Regions from separate parts of the Mus musculus genome. Here regions 1 and 2 are each linked to region 3. A link is a contact called in public Hi-C data. All regions are on one chromosome and are shown on one strand. The core of a region is the stretch at or near the end of the contact, and the rest is flanking DNA. Distances in the headings are between cores, read along the strand shown.

Region 1 (4,816 bases), core at 2,113-4,612, 260 kb after region 3:
TGTGGGAGCCTTCCTCCAAAGGGAGGAGCAAACTGAGGGAGCACAGAGCCTAAGATCCCAGGAGAACTCACTGGAGGGAGCTAGCCCACTTCCATTCCCAGGCCCACCCTCAGCGAGGGCTCCTGACCAAATGCACCATTTGGAATTGGGGGGCGGTTTAGCTATCACTGCCTCGTCAGCAGCTCTCCTGCCTGCCCCCTTGTGGTCTTGTGGGGTGCTTGGTTCTCCAGGCCTGGTGTTTCTGGGGTTCTGACCCTGAAGGGTTTTGCTTTAAGGGTGCTTTGCTTGTTTATGTCACTTTTATCTGGTTCTTCAAGACAAAGTTTCCCTGCGTAGTCCTAGCTGTCCCAGGAAGTAGGTTTGTAGACCTGGCTGGCCTCAAATTCAGTGACTTGCCTGACCCTGCTAGAAATGTTCTTTAACCCCTTTCAACTTGGAAACACACATTTCCAGATCCCGTCCCAGTTTAATTCCCCACCGTGTGACATGAAATAACACTGAAGTTGGAGGGCACTGATCTAGAAACCCCCCTTAATCTAGTTGCATGGCATTCCTTTATGTGATTTTAGGCAAGGTTTCACTGTAGCCCAGGCTGGCCTCAGTCTCTCAGCGCTTCCCTTCCCTTAGTCTCCCGTGTGCTGTGAGTATAGGTGTGAGCCACAGGGACCTTTTGTTGTGGTTCAACAGGCCAGTTGTCTCACAGAAGGCATGGTGTTCGTTTGTTTGGGGGTTGGTCCATTTTTTGTGACATGTAACTGGTGGTACCTCCTGCTGTGGGCCCCCTTGGGAGGACACCGGCCAGTGTCTGTCTTTCCATTAATGATGCTGTCTGATTACTGTGTTAAAGGAACAGTAGCCTGCTCAGTGCTCAAAGACTTGAGGGGGTTTCTGAGCTTTCCTGTGGTCTGCAGTGTGTGTGTGTGTGTGTGTGTGTGTATGTGTGTGTATATGTGTGTGTGTGTGTGTATATGTGTGTGTGTGTATATGTGTGTGTGTGTGTATGTGTATGTGTGTGTGTGTGTATGTATGTGTGTGTATGTGTGTGTGTATGTGTGTGTGTGTGTGTGTGTGTGTGTGTATGTGTGTGTGTGTGTGTATGTATGTGTGTGTGTGTATGTGTGTGTGTGTATGTGTGTATGTATGTGTGTGTGTGTGTGTGTGTGTGTGTGTCTGGTACTGTGCAAGTATACAGAGTCCCATCAGCCTCTCATCTGCTGGCTTTATTCTCGTGGCAGGTGTTGGGAAGTGTGCTGTGTGAGCACGGTCAGGTTGGAGGTATTCCCACCTATCTTTCCTCTGATCCACCATTGCCTGCTCCATCCCCCCCAGAGGAGGGAAACTCTCGCTCTCAGTCCTCTGAAGTTTTCTGTATGTATTTTGAAACTTGTAAAAGATGCACAAATTCGTAGGAGGGCTACATCTTGGTAAGTGGGTCCTCCGTCATTTTTAAGTGCCTCCTACCCCTTGAAGTACTTCTGAGACTGTGTGGCCCTGCCAGCTTTCTCTCGGTTGCTGTGGTGGTAAGGGGTGTGGCTTGGCAGTAGGGCCCCTGCTCACCTGCATGCTCACACAGGAGCAGCAGCCAGTCCCTTGGCAGCACCAAACAGGCCCTGGCCAACAATGTGGGCAACTTCTTTCTCTTCTCTGTCAGTAGGCCCTTGGTCAAAGGCACAGGAATCTCGGTCAAAGGTCTGCCTAGGTATTGATTGGTTTCCAGCTTGGGCACTGGCTGAGCCGCAGCCTTCTGGGCAGTTGGACATGCTTGTCAGTCAGAGCTGCGCTGCCCAGGTCTACCTCAGACCCTCCTTCTTGGTGCTGTACCTTACGCCAGCCCCTCTCTGTGGACTTGGCTCTTTAGATCCCTTAACACTGCTCATGCCTCCAGACCTTTTGGAACAGATCTCGGCTCTGCTCTGGGCTGTTTGATGTCTCCTTTCTAAGTTTTTCTGGGAGCTACAGTGTGCTATCTTCACCTAATCTCTGCCATTTCCTGTCAGCAGGTGGGAGTTAAGACCGGTGTGGGACCTGGGAGGCAGTTGAAGTTGGGATGAAAAGCTGTGTGGGCTTCCACAGGCAGTGGTTGGCTAGGTCTGTGTGCCCATGGTCTGTGTAAATAGCACTAGAGGCCTGAGAAATCCCGGCATGACTTGAAACCAAAGAGGAAGCATCTATTGTTGCTGCGGCGCCCTTCCCCCCTCCCCGGCCCTGTCCTCAGACGAGTTGCAACTGAGTTCCAACTGAGGTTAACATTGGAATATCTGCACAGAGATTGTCACCTGAGGGCTCCTGCTGAGGGGTTGTCTTGACCTAAGGTGAGACTCATCGGGGGTTCAGGAGTAGACTTGGAGCCCAGGGACCAAACCCTGCCCTGGCTGCCATTCTTGGCGTGGTGCAGGTGGGGTAGGTCTGGGAAGAAACATGGTAGTCTGTCCTGCCTTCTAAACCTTCGCCTCCTGCACCAAAATAGGAAGCCCAGGGCCATAGAGCTTCGATCTCACAGGTTAAGGCTACTCTCAGAGCAATGGAGATAGCAGAGTGACCAGTTCTCCTGTGGGTTCCCTTGGACTTGGAGGTAGGTCAAGGTTCTGGTCTTTTGCTTGGATGCTAACCTTAACTTGATCCCACCTTTGACCTTTGATTGGCACCAGGCAGCCACTGACAAGCATCCGGTCAGTGTGTGTATAGCAGGGTTGGCAGCCCCAGGGGAAGTCAGTTACTGTCAGGATTGCTTCACAGCCACCATGGTCGTCATGTCTCTGTGAAAAAAACAGCCAAGTATGGGGGGGTCATGAGGGTGTGTGTCACTGTAGGCAGTCCTAGCCCACCCTCTTTGAATTTGGGGTGTTGGGACCTGGAGCCCCTCCTCGAGGGGAGGTTCCTGCCACCCAAAGGAAAAACCCATCATGACCCTGGTCTGTTCCATGTCTCCAGGGTATTGACTGGCCACACACACAAGAGATTCCATTGTTGGCCTGTGCCCACTTACAGCCCCTTCCCTACAGTGGGGAGATCCACGTGTACCCACGGGTGCCTGGTTTTCAAGGGAAGCTGAGATGTGCCCGCCCAGGCTATTTTTACCCAGCCCTGTCCCCACAGAGCTGCGCTTTGGCTCCAAGTCACCGCCTGCGGAGTGGAGCCTGTTGCCAGAGCTGGGGGTGGATGAGCCCGCACCTCAGGGCCTCCTGGACTCCCTTCTCCAGGCAACATCTCATCTTAACACTTATTACAGGCTGTGACTAATGTGCAGGCAGACCTGCCAAGGCAGTGGGCATGAGAGGACCCTGGTGCAGGGAGGAAAACCTAACTTGGCCTCCTAGAGCTCAGCCTACCTCTCTGTCCACCCCAGTGTATCACCGAGGGGTCAGTCAGAGGGAAGCCTCCCCGGGCTTGGATAGAATTCGGAATGCTCAGGTGTGGCCCTGGAGACCGTCCCTTAACCTACTAATGACAGTAATCGCTCACGAAGCCCTTCCCATGCATTCTAAGAACAATTACTTAGAACAGTTGCCAGTTCACTGAACTCCAGTTATGGTTAGCTCAGCTGTGGAGGTGAGGGAACTGAGGCACTGGGTAGGGTAGTTCAGTAACCTACAGGCCACAGTGCTCATATGTAGTGGAGTGCGACTGGAACCCACTCTAGATCATGTCCCCAACGCCCACCATCTCTCTGTCATGTTTTCAGTGTCCTCAGACAGTGAGCCATTGTCCTTAATTAGATCCTCTGACAATCCTGGTCACGTGTATGCATCGAGGATGCTCAGAGATGAAACACCTCATCCAGCGGTCACGCCGCTGGACAGCGGCCACAACAAACTCTTAGATCAGTGAGTCAGTGAGTGGTTCTCAAGCTGTGGGTCGCAACCTCCTGGGTTTCCAAACGACCCTTCCACGGGGGCCACCTAAGGCCATCAGAAATGACAGACGCTTGCATTTTGATCCATAACAGTAGCAAGATTACAGTTCTGAAGTAGCAACAAAATCACCTTATGGTTGGGGGTTGCTACAGCATGAGGAACTGCGTTTTAAACGGTTTTAAGCGTCAGGAGGACTGAGAAACACTGCCTTAGATGCTCCTTGGATGGTCGTCCAGGTCCTGTGGCGCAGTGCAGTTTGATTCAGGCCGTGCTCAGTCATGCGCTCCTGGAGTGCTAGCTGCTGAGGGTCAGGATGTAGACCTCCCTGTGGCCACCACTTCACCCTCTCTGCCCTTGTAGGGAATGGAAATACGTAGCCACTCTGTACCGCCTGTGTTCTCTGTTCATCTTTGTTTCGCTGCCAGGAAACCTAGGGTGTGTGACCTTGAGATTCCCCCTCTGCCACCCCCACCCCCCTAGGTGGATGAGGGTAAATACCAAATGAAGCTGTTTGGTTTGGGTCCTGCTGTACCTCCTGCCTGCACAGCGGGGACAGTGGGCCCTTGTGAGCCTCTCTGAGGCTTGGACAGCCCAGCACGTGTACTGATACTGGGTCTTTTCAGCAGCCCTTGAATTCAGCCCTTTCCAACTTCTTACAGAGGAAAGGGTGACCGTGGGACCTTCTGACGGGGGAACACAGCTCTTAGAGAGGCTGAAGAGGGGCTGCCTGGGCAGCCTGTGTGCCTTCTGGCAACCACTTCCAGTTAGAGCCGGCTTTGTTCATCCCTAGATGAGAAGACTAAGTGGAAACATGGAGGTGGGGGCACTCCGGGGATGTAGCTGGGTCCTATTTCCTGGGACTTGGGCTCAGTACTGTCTCCAGTAATCCCTGTCCTTGGAATTATTCCCCAGGCCCAACCATATATATCTGTCAGGCTCTTGCTAGCTGACCAGCCAAGGAC
Region 2 (4,482 bases), core at 412-2,911, 380 kb before region 3:
CCATAGCTCTGGGTAAGATGAGGGAATTCAGTCTGTGTACCAGGAGGCTCCAGGCCAGGCAGCTGAGGCTGACCCCTGACCCTAGGTAGTCTAGTTGTAGCATAAAGACCCGCCTCTAGGGCACCAGAAATAGATGGTCCCCTCAAAAGTGGAGGCGAAGTGCTACATGAAGAGTGGTGGTAGGGGTCAGTGCTCCCCTCTTTCAACAAAGAGGATCAGTTAGTAGAAACTGCTCAAGCTGTCAGTAGTCCCTCCCCTGCCCGGACAAAAACCTTCCTTCTCAGCCCGCGGAACCAAACTCTGACAGAAGCTGTGGGCCTTCTTAACGGGGCACGCACACATGTGCCTGACATCCTGGTCAGTGTTGGGAGTCCACGGGCCTCAGAAACATCTCCAGCCTCTCCGGCTACCGCTATAATGGCCTCTAGACTACCAGGCCAGCATGTCCACACGTGCTCAGAACATTCCAGAAGCTACACATGCCTTAGATGAAGTGTAGGAAGTGGGGGTGTGGGCGGACGTCTGGGAAGCCTCACACCTGCTCTTGGAAGCTAAGAGTACATTGTGCAGTCTGTTCCTACCTGTCCCTGTTACAACTGGTATATGGGGCTCTACGCCCACCTTCAGGACAAAACAGGCCATTCAGGAAAAAGCACTGTGGCTCCTCGGTTGGGGAGGAACACTAGTATACATAGCCTAGAGATGGTAACTAGGAAGGCTCTTGGGAGGTAGGGGATCATACAAAAGGGGCGGATCTCCCAAGCTGTGACAGCTGGCGATCACACCCAAGTAGCGTTACAGGGATAAGGGTTGCCAAATGCTCCAACTCAGTTCCTGAATGGAGCTGATCTGGGAGATAGAAAGGCCTGGAATACCCAAATACTGAGTCTTCCAGTCTTGGCAAACCAGAGGAAAAAAAAGACTATTAGAGTCAGCTAAAGCCCACTGTGTGGAAATACTGTATTTCCAGCGGGAGGAGAAAAGCATTGATCCTATACAGACAGAAGGTGAAGAAGTATGGCCAAATGCACAGGTGTGCAAAAATAGATTTTTTTTTTTTGTAGGAGGGAATCAATCCATGCCTTATTGAATGAAAGTTTTTTTTCTTCAAACTTTCTGCAGTGAGAAGGTAGTTCCAGTGACGGCCAGCAGGGGGCGCTGTGTGTTAAGGCTGGGAAAGGCAAAGCCAGCTGACAGATGCCAATGCCTGTAAGACTCTCCCTAATTGGCTTTGCCTTGTTCATTATTCACCAGGCACCATCAGCAAGCAGTTCCTCTCCCTCATTCTGCAAATGTGTGAGTTCTGCTTTCTTATCTGTCTCTTATCACTTCACAGCAGTGTGACCCTGAACCAGTTCCCTGTAAAAGACTAGGGAGGATGGACAGACTCCAGAGTCCCATCCAGCAAGGTACTGCCCACATGAAGGTCCACACCTCCAGGACTTCGCAACCTCTTGCCTAGCTGCAGTGGACTCAAACGTGTGGGGAGAAGGCACCCGGCGGGAAGGAGAGGGTCCCAGCAAGGGGCAGTTAGTGGACCCACGCAGAAGACTCACCTGGGAAGATAAACTGCTGTCTATGATGAATGAAGTAGGCAGCTTTAAACAGAAGAGGAGGTGAGTCACACAGTGCACAGGCAGCGCGGGAGGAGGGGGGGCGTGGGCTTGGGGGGAGCAGGCACTGGTTATTGGCTTAGGCGGCTCTGCCCCAGGGGCTCTGGTGAGAAAAGGTGGAGCCATCCAGGAAAGAGACCCAAATTAGGAGAGAGTCGGGGCGTGGATAGCCCCGAGTGGTGATGCTGCACTAGAGATGGGGCGGCAGCACACCAGCTCGGTGGTTCCCTAGCCGCACAGCCCTGGCCAGTGCGCATGGGGGAAAAGCTCGGACCAGGTTTATTCTAGAAAGATGTCCTTGAGTCAGGAGGCTCAGGTAGAGTAGGGAGATCAGTGGCTTTGACAAGGTTCAATGGTGTGTGCAGAAAAGCCTCGTTCCCTTCAGTCTGGCCCCGCCCGGAAACAGCTTAACCTCACTGCCTGAGTTCTGGATCGGGCTAAGTGCTGTGATTCCAGACTTAGAACCATGACATACCACTTGCTTATGTTTTTGAGATGCTTGCTATCTTGCTTGGGCTGGTTTCAAACACATGGGCCCCATTCTCCTGCCTTGGCCTTGCAAGAAGTTGGAACTCTAGGAGAGTCCAACCTCGGCTCTACTCCATGCTAAGGCTCTGGGGACTGAGGAGGCAGTTAACCCCTCAGTGCCTTATTGAACAAGGGAGATATATGAGCTTGCCCAGGCTTTCCTGTGCAGGACAGCTATGAGGATCCTGGACAGCACAGGACAGGTAGGTGGTGGGAGGGGTTCAAGCCTTCTCAGTTCCCTAGGGATCTGTCTGTGAGTCCACTATGATCATGGAGAAGGTGACACTTCTGCATAAGGGATGAAGGAAACCCATCTCCTTTATGGGTCATCTGTGTTAGTGGAAAGGGTCCGATCAATATAATAAAAAAGACTTTTTTTTGTGTGTGTGTCCCTTGCTTTTCAAACTGGCCCTTCTGTGGAAAACCCAAACTAGATGGTTTAGCAAACAGAACTTGTTCAGAGAGTAAAGGCAGAGCAACAGGAAAGGAAGTGAATCCAGGGGCTGTGGCTGTGTTAAACCAGAGGGTGGGGTGGTACGCAGGGCACAAACTTCACTGCACTGTTAGGAGCAATCCAGCCACATGCATATTAAGGAAGGCACAAGAACAAGGGACGGAAGAGTCCTACCCCTTGCCACCCCCAAGAGAAGTCCCAAAGTCCCCAATGGGCCAGAGGCTGCTTGGCCAGCTGCTGGCTGTATATAGGGTTAGTGTCGGTCTCATTAGCCAGGTGAAGGGTTGAGGGGTGTGGTGGTACTCTTGTCTTTCTGGGCTTAGAATTCTAGGAACCAGTGATGGGACTGATCTGGATCCTGTGGGCTACAACAAACAGGAACATCACTGTGCAGCATTTCCCATTAGGACTAAAGACCAGATAAGCCCAGGACTGAGGTTTGACATCTCTTGCCAAGGTGACAGCTAAGTGCCATGTAGGTAAGTGGGCCTTGCTCTGCACCCTGGAGACAGGGCAGCCCAGTGTGGCTGACCAGAACCAATGGTAAGACAGGAATGCAATCCTGGCCTCTTCCAGCAGTTCCGGGGCAACCGGGATCTGAGCATAGCTTCTGAGGGCAGCTGGGCTCAGCTCTGCTCCTCCAGGGTTGCCCCAGGGCCCGGAATCCTCACCTGCTCAGTGGTGACCACCTTATTTTAATTCCCTATGGTCTCTGGGTGGCACAGGAAGGGATGTGAGATCGTCTTTGCGTAGCTAGACCCAGGCACAGAACTGGGTATGCAACAGATGCACTGTAGGTTTCTTGCTCCCTGCTGCCTATCACGACACTCTCAAGTTCAGACATCAGCTCTGAGAGAGGATGATGCCGGGCAGAAACTACGCCAAGCCCAGGCTGGCATCCCGGGTCATCCTAAGAAGCCAGGCTCTGTGTACATTGCTGGGCCAGCCACTCCTCCTTCCTTAACCCCAGCGTCCTCATCTGTATGAAGTGCATTAATCCTATGCTCAGCAGATGCTCTGCCGACTCAGCTCTCGGGGGAGATGGGGAGAGATCTGAAGGTATCCCTCGGGACCCAGAAAAGCCCAGAGGTGTGGTACCTGGGAAGCTGAACCTGCTGTCCCGCTGGCCAGGTGACGGGTTGGGAGGCGTGGTGGCACTGGAGGGATTAGATGAGGTCAGGAAAGGTGCCGGCGATGAGGGTGTGGAGGACGTGGTGGAGGATGGGTTGCTGCTGGAGTCCAGGTTCATGGCTGGAGGGTGCTCCTGCAAGGCCAGAGATGCGGAGATGAGCAAGGCTGCAAGCTCAACTCAGCCTCTGCCACCTGGGGCGCCCGCCCTCCTTCCACCCCCTCCATCTCTACAGGTGGAGGTTGGAACAGGAGATCCTTGGGGGCCCATTCTGAAGCCCCAAGATTATCTGGGACTAATATACGATGGAAGGACACTTAAGAGACCCTCTCCTAAAGGATTCCTGCCCATCTTTCTCATTGCAGTTCCTTCTTCTCCCCAGAAGCCTGCCTGAAGCCTGCCTGAACTATACTCTTCCTCTTCATCCTTCCACAGTGCTCAGCATTTCCGCACCCAGGCACCGTAACGGACCCTATGTCAGCTTCTGACAGCCGAGGGTGGTTTGACCATCTCTCCCGCCCCAGCACCCGCCTGGCTTTGAGCTGGGCACCTTCTTAATGAAGTGAATTTATATTGTGACCAACATTTATGCAGCTTCAGGCCCCTCGGCAGGAAGCAAATCGAGTCTGTGGTTTTGTGATCTTGTCCTAGTGTCAAGGAACTCAGAAAACCCCACAAAACTCCGGAAGAGGCCACAGCTTGGGCCAATGTTGTCCGCTGTCTCGAAGAGTTAAGAATTCCAGAACTGAGGACTGGCA
Region 3 (4,296 bases), core at 457-2,956:
CATAATATTGATGTGGTTATCTCTATAAAATGCAGAAACTATAAAGATGAATAGGTGTACTTTCATTAGTGTTTCTTTTTTTTAAAAGATTTATTTTTATTTCATGCATCTGGATGTTTTAGCTGCATTTATATCTGTGCACCATGTATGTGTATGGGGGTGACGGAGGCCAGAAGATGGCATTGTGTCCCCTGGAACTGTAGTTCTAGACAATTGTGAACTGCTGTGTGTGAGTGCTGGGAACTGAACCTAGATCGTTTTAAAGAGCAGTCATTGGTCTTAAACTCTGAGATATCTTTCTAGCCTCTTACTAATATTTCTTAACTCTAATTCTTGATGTTAATTTCAACACCTTAAATTTATTTTATTGAAAGTAACTTACTTTTTGCTGTTTTTTTCTCTCTGTTTGTTAATGTACTTTTTTTTTTTTTTTTTTTTTTTTTTTTTTTGGCAGATCTGCCTGGCTCAGAATTCACCTTCTACATTTCACTATGTGTTGGTAAACTCACTGCACCGCATCATCACCAATGTAAGTCTAAAGCTAGTACTGTACTACTAACAAGTAAAGTAAAAGCTAGTACTGTACTACTAACAAGTAAAGGTCTCTTTGTTGATTTGGGTTATATGTTCTTTTCTTTTTAAGGAAGATTCTGGTTTTATCAACTGTTCTGAACTTAGACCTTTCTGTAAAGCAGAGCTTCCCTAAGATGATCCCACGAGCAGTTGATGTCCAGCTGCAGCTGTATATTCAGTCTCTACCTGAGGCTTTTAGTGAGAGGGATGGAGTTAATAGAATCTTTTGTAAGGAATAAGCCTACAAAGTGTCATTTAAAGTTCAAAATCTGTTGAGAACAATGCCACTGAAAAACAATTTAGTGCTTTCTTTCTTACTATCTTTGTTAAGTTGGAAGGAAGAGTAATTGTAGTACAGCCTAGCTATGGGCATTTAAAATGGTGAAGCTTCATTTGATTTTACCTTTTCATCCCCTTAATTAGAATAAAACACATGCTTTAAAATAAATACCACAAGAGACAAAAGCATTTCAGAGAAAATAGCTGACTTCATTAGAGGTATTTGTGCTGTGTGTGTACTAAATGGAAAGCAGACAGGAAGGTAGTAGTAGATGTGGACTGCAGAATTTAAAATCTCCATGTATGGACATTCTTAGTCATGTATGTTTTTCTTAGTACTACTTTTACACATTGGCAGATATGATACACTTATGAGTAACTTGTTCACTTTGTTTCTTTTTTTCCTCCCTTAAAGTCTTTGATGACTAATACTTTGGAGTATTTGTCTTACTTCTAAATTCTGTTATGACTTGTGAATTAAAATAATACCCATTCCTTTATTTGCCTTGGAATTATCAAATTAAACCTAACATTACTCTTTTTTAAAGGTATTTTTGCAGGGGAAAATAACTGCTGATCAAGCTACTTAGTGACATACTCATTTTGCTTGGTGGAGTGCTAGTAGCATTTTAGGATGTTGGGTCTCTGTTTTAGCCTGGCCTTGCAGGACATCCATCATTCATGAAACGGCAACCACGCTCTATCTCCTGCATTATGAACAACTAAATGCTTAGGAATAATACAGCCCTCATTTGAATATCACTGATAGAGGTATAAGTTACACTTAATCCAGTTAGTTCCAATGAGGATAGTATTGTGAATCTAAGTGTAGATAGAATATGTTTATATCAAAACCTGTACATTTGCCAGTGTAATGACTCAGGCCATCGTCTCATTGACTCAGCACATTGACTCATTCTAAGCTTTAGTTTTAAATTTAAAAAACAACAAAAAAGATGATTTTCCTATCCCATAAGTTTATATGTAATTCCAAAATACTAGTTGCCTACCTTGATTCAAAATATTGAAAGTATTCCACTTAATTAGATAACTTTATATGAATGGTTAACATTTAATAAATCCAAGTTTATAGTCTTTGGATATTCTGTGATTAGTTACTTTAATTGTGAAATATTTTTGTCTATAATTGAATACATAGAGCACTTTCAAGCATGGACTTGGCACTGCTGTAAGTGGCTGAGCTGCTTCTTTCTGGGTTTCAAGCATGCCTGGAGTGTTAGTTCCTGCATGCCTCCGTCCGTCTGTGTGCCTGGTGAAAGCGTGTTCTCCCCTTTCTGAGGAGTGCTGCATGTATGAAGGCAGAGTGTGTCTGCATCCGGGGACATTTGTATATAAAGCACCCATACTGACTAGTCTTTAAATACATCAACATCTGTTGAGTGGAATAGCTTGTAAACAACTCAGATAATGCCAATGTGACTTTTTGTTTGTTTGTTTCTTGAGACAAGGTCTCACCATGTAGTTTTAGACGGTCTGAAACTATGTAGACCAGGCAGGCCTTAAACTCAGAGAGCTCCATCTGCCTCCTGAGTGGTGGGGTTAAAGGACTGAGCTACTGTACCCAGCTTCCAAAGTGACTTTCAGTTATACTTTAGTTATACCTCATCCTTAGAGATTGCTGAGTAAATTGTGTTTTATTAGAGTCCACACTACCAAGACTTGAGGCCAAAAAATACTGACTTTAAAGTACTTTTAATTGTTAAAGACTGTAACAGTAAATATGCAGATTTATACAGTTGAGTTTTATAGAGTTTTACTGGAAACTTTTAGTAGGAAAATGTTTGTTTTCAAGTAATATGAATTCTTTCCTAGATTCATGGAGTCTAGATCTTTAATTTGTTGGTATATATTTTCTTTTTAAATGCTTTGGTTCAGTATACCTCCTCAGCGCACCTTTTCCATGTCTACTAAGCCAGTTTACAGCTTTAAAAAATTATTATGTTCTCCTAAAAGATAAAAGTTGTAATCTTTTTGTGGGTTTATATAGAATGAGAAATTATGTTTGGAGTTTTATATTGCTTCTGTGAGATGTCCTCATACACAATTTATAAGTACTATGTTTAAATCTAAAACATTCCAATTTCTTTTAGAGATTCTTAAAGTCTATTCACTATTTGAATTTTGATGCAGTGGTAATTTTTTTTTTAGTAGTTTCTAAAGTGGTATTTATACTGTCACTTTTTGAAAATGATGTGCACTAAGAGAGAAACTATAGTTTTAAGATCTATATTACATCTGTATCATCTTTATAGGCTTTTTAAAGGTTAAATTAGATGTGCAGCTAGGAAATTTTAAAAATATACATGTAAGTCAACATGCTACAGATAGGACAGTAGTTCATTGCAGATTTTTTTCTTGTAGCAGTTTATTGTAGTTTGCCTTTTAATAGTTCATATATTGAAGGTAATCTCTGGCAAGAGATGGTTAAAGAAGTATTTCTAGGGTACTTGAAAATTATTTAAATAACCTTGAGGAATGTACATAATTCACTTATATTAGTCTTAATATTTTTAATAAACTATTGTTAAGGGGAAATGTCTATTTCATTGACTAGTTTCAGAATGCACACACTTAGTAACTGACTAAAACACTAAAGTTTTATTAACTCAGGGATGTCTAATCTTTAGTGCCTATTTTATTTGAGAATATAGCCTTTACTTTGAAATAAATGAATTAATTCCTTATGAAAATAGAAAATTATAAAAAATTTTAAATCTTAAGTCTAAAAGTTAATATATAGTTGTCTTAGTTAGGGTTTCTATTCCTGCACAAACATCATGACCAAGAAGCAAGTTGGGGAGGAAAGGGTTTATTCAGCTTACACTTCCATACTGCTGTTCATCACTAAAGGAAGTCAGGACTGGAACTCAAGCAGGTCAGGAAGCAGGAGCTGATGCAGAGACCATGGAGGGATGTTACTTATTGGCTTGCTTCCCCTGGCTTGCTCAGCCTGCTCTCTTATAGAACCTAAGACTGCCAGCCCAGAGATGGTCCCACCTACAAGGGGACCTTCCCCCTTGATCACTAATTGAGAAAATGCCTTACAGTTGGATCTCATGGAGACACTTACTTCCCCAACTGAACCTCCTTTCTCTGTGATAACCTCAGCCTGTGTCAAGTTGACACATAAAACTAGCCAGTACAATAGTGCATACATATTACTGTGGTACAGTTTTGCAGTTATCAAAAATGATTACATAGTAAGGTGGTTGTGGTGGCTTATGCTTGTAGTTCTAGCATTTAAGAGGCTGAGGCAGGAGAATCACAGGTTCTAGACCAGTTTGGACAACATAGTGAATTCCAGCAAGAACATGTGTCAAAAACCAAACAGATGTAAACTAAACCAAAACTGAAAATAGCAACCCCCCACTCCCAGTAGTTTGATAAGATATTAAAGGAGATGCTTGTCTATTTAGTTTATTG

Evidence for each region. Hi-C and Micro-C count contacts between places; a contact is called where the count stands out from the background.
Region 1: a Hi-C map of embryonic fibroblasts shows a contact between it and region 3, with 3 times the contacts expected there. The contact joins the promoter of Rab11fip4os2 here to the enhancer-like site in region 3. A contact is called at or near these places in 2 of 39 promoter capture datasets (the C10 cell line and the HPC-7 cell line), 1 of 15 datasets of contacts at CTCF or cohesin (large pre-B cells), 13 of 484 Hi-C or Micro-C datasets (the HL-1 cell line, the HPC-7 cell line, Th1 cells and 7 more) and 3 of 115 datasets of contacts at active chromatin or transcription factors (embryonic stem cells and pancreatic cancer cells).
Region 2: a contact with region 3 is called in a Hi-C map of embryonic fibroblasts, with 4 times the contacts expected there. The contact joins two enhancer-like sites. A contact is called at or near these places in 2 of 39 promoter capture datasets (the C10 cell line and the SN4741 cell line), 3 of 15 datasets of contacts at CTCF or cohesin (the NIH/3T3 cell line and large pre-B cells), 28 of 484 Hi-C or Micro-C datasets (the C10 cell line, CD4 T cells, ECoMG-derived neutrophils and 21 more), 6 of 115 datasets of contacts at active chromatin or transcription factors (the HPC-7 cell line, T-cell acute lymphoblastic leukemia, embryonic limb bud and 2 more) and 1 of 9 other capture datasets (embryonic stem cells).

Annotation. Positions count from the first base shown.
Region 1 is chr11:79,671,724-79,676,539 of GRCm38.p6, forward strand. Rab11fip4os2 (RAB11 family interacting protein 4 (class II), opposite strand 2) reads right to left here and starts at 3,363. Exons shown (of 3, transcript NR_045898.2): 1 at 3,330-3,363; 2 at 2,610-2,756. All of the region lies in intron 3 of Rab11fip4 (RAB11 family interacting protein 4 (class II)), which reads left to right.
Region 2 is chr11:79,029,525-79,034,006 of GRCm38.p6, forward strand. It overlaps Ksr1 (kinase suppressor of ras 1), which reads right to left. Exons shown (of 19, transcript NM_013571.3): 10 at 3,694-3,859. Gm11201 (predicted gene 11201) reads left to right here. Exons shown (of 6, transcript NR_045873.1): 4 at 1,123-1,209; 5 at 1,337-1,616; 6 at 2,919-4,482. Among named protein-coding and RNA genes, the nearest start is that of Gm11201, 8.2 kb to the left of the region's middle. Within about 2 kb of position 1,662, at least 118 of the 459 cell types and tissues checked have an H3K27ac peak or open chromatin away from gene starts, as enhancers often do. A contact at or near this core is called in embryonic fibroblasts, where this site is marked.
Region 3 is chr11:79,412,230-79,416,525 of GRCm38.p6, forward strand. Nf1 (neurofibromin 1) reads left to right here. Exons shown (of 58, transcript NM_010897.2): 11 at 455-529. Among named protein-coding and RNA genes, the nearest start is that of AU040972, 70 kb to the right of the region's middle. Within about 2 kb of position 1,707, at least 25 of the 459 cell types and tissues checked have an H3K27ac peak or open chromatin away from gene starts, as enhancers often do. A contact at or near this core is called in the HL-1 cell line, embryonic fibroblasts and pancreatic cancer cells, where this site is marked.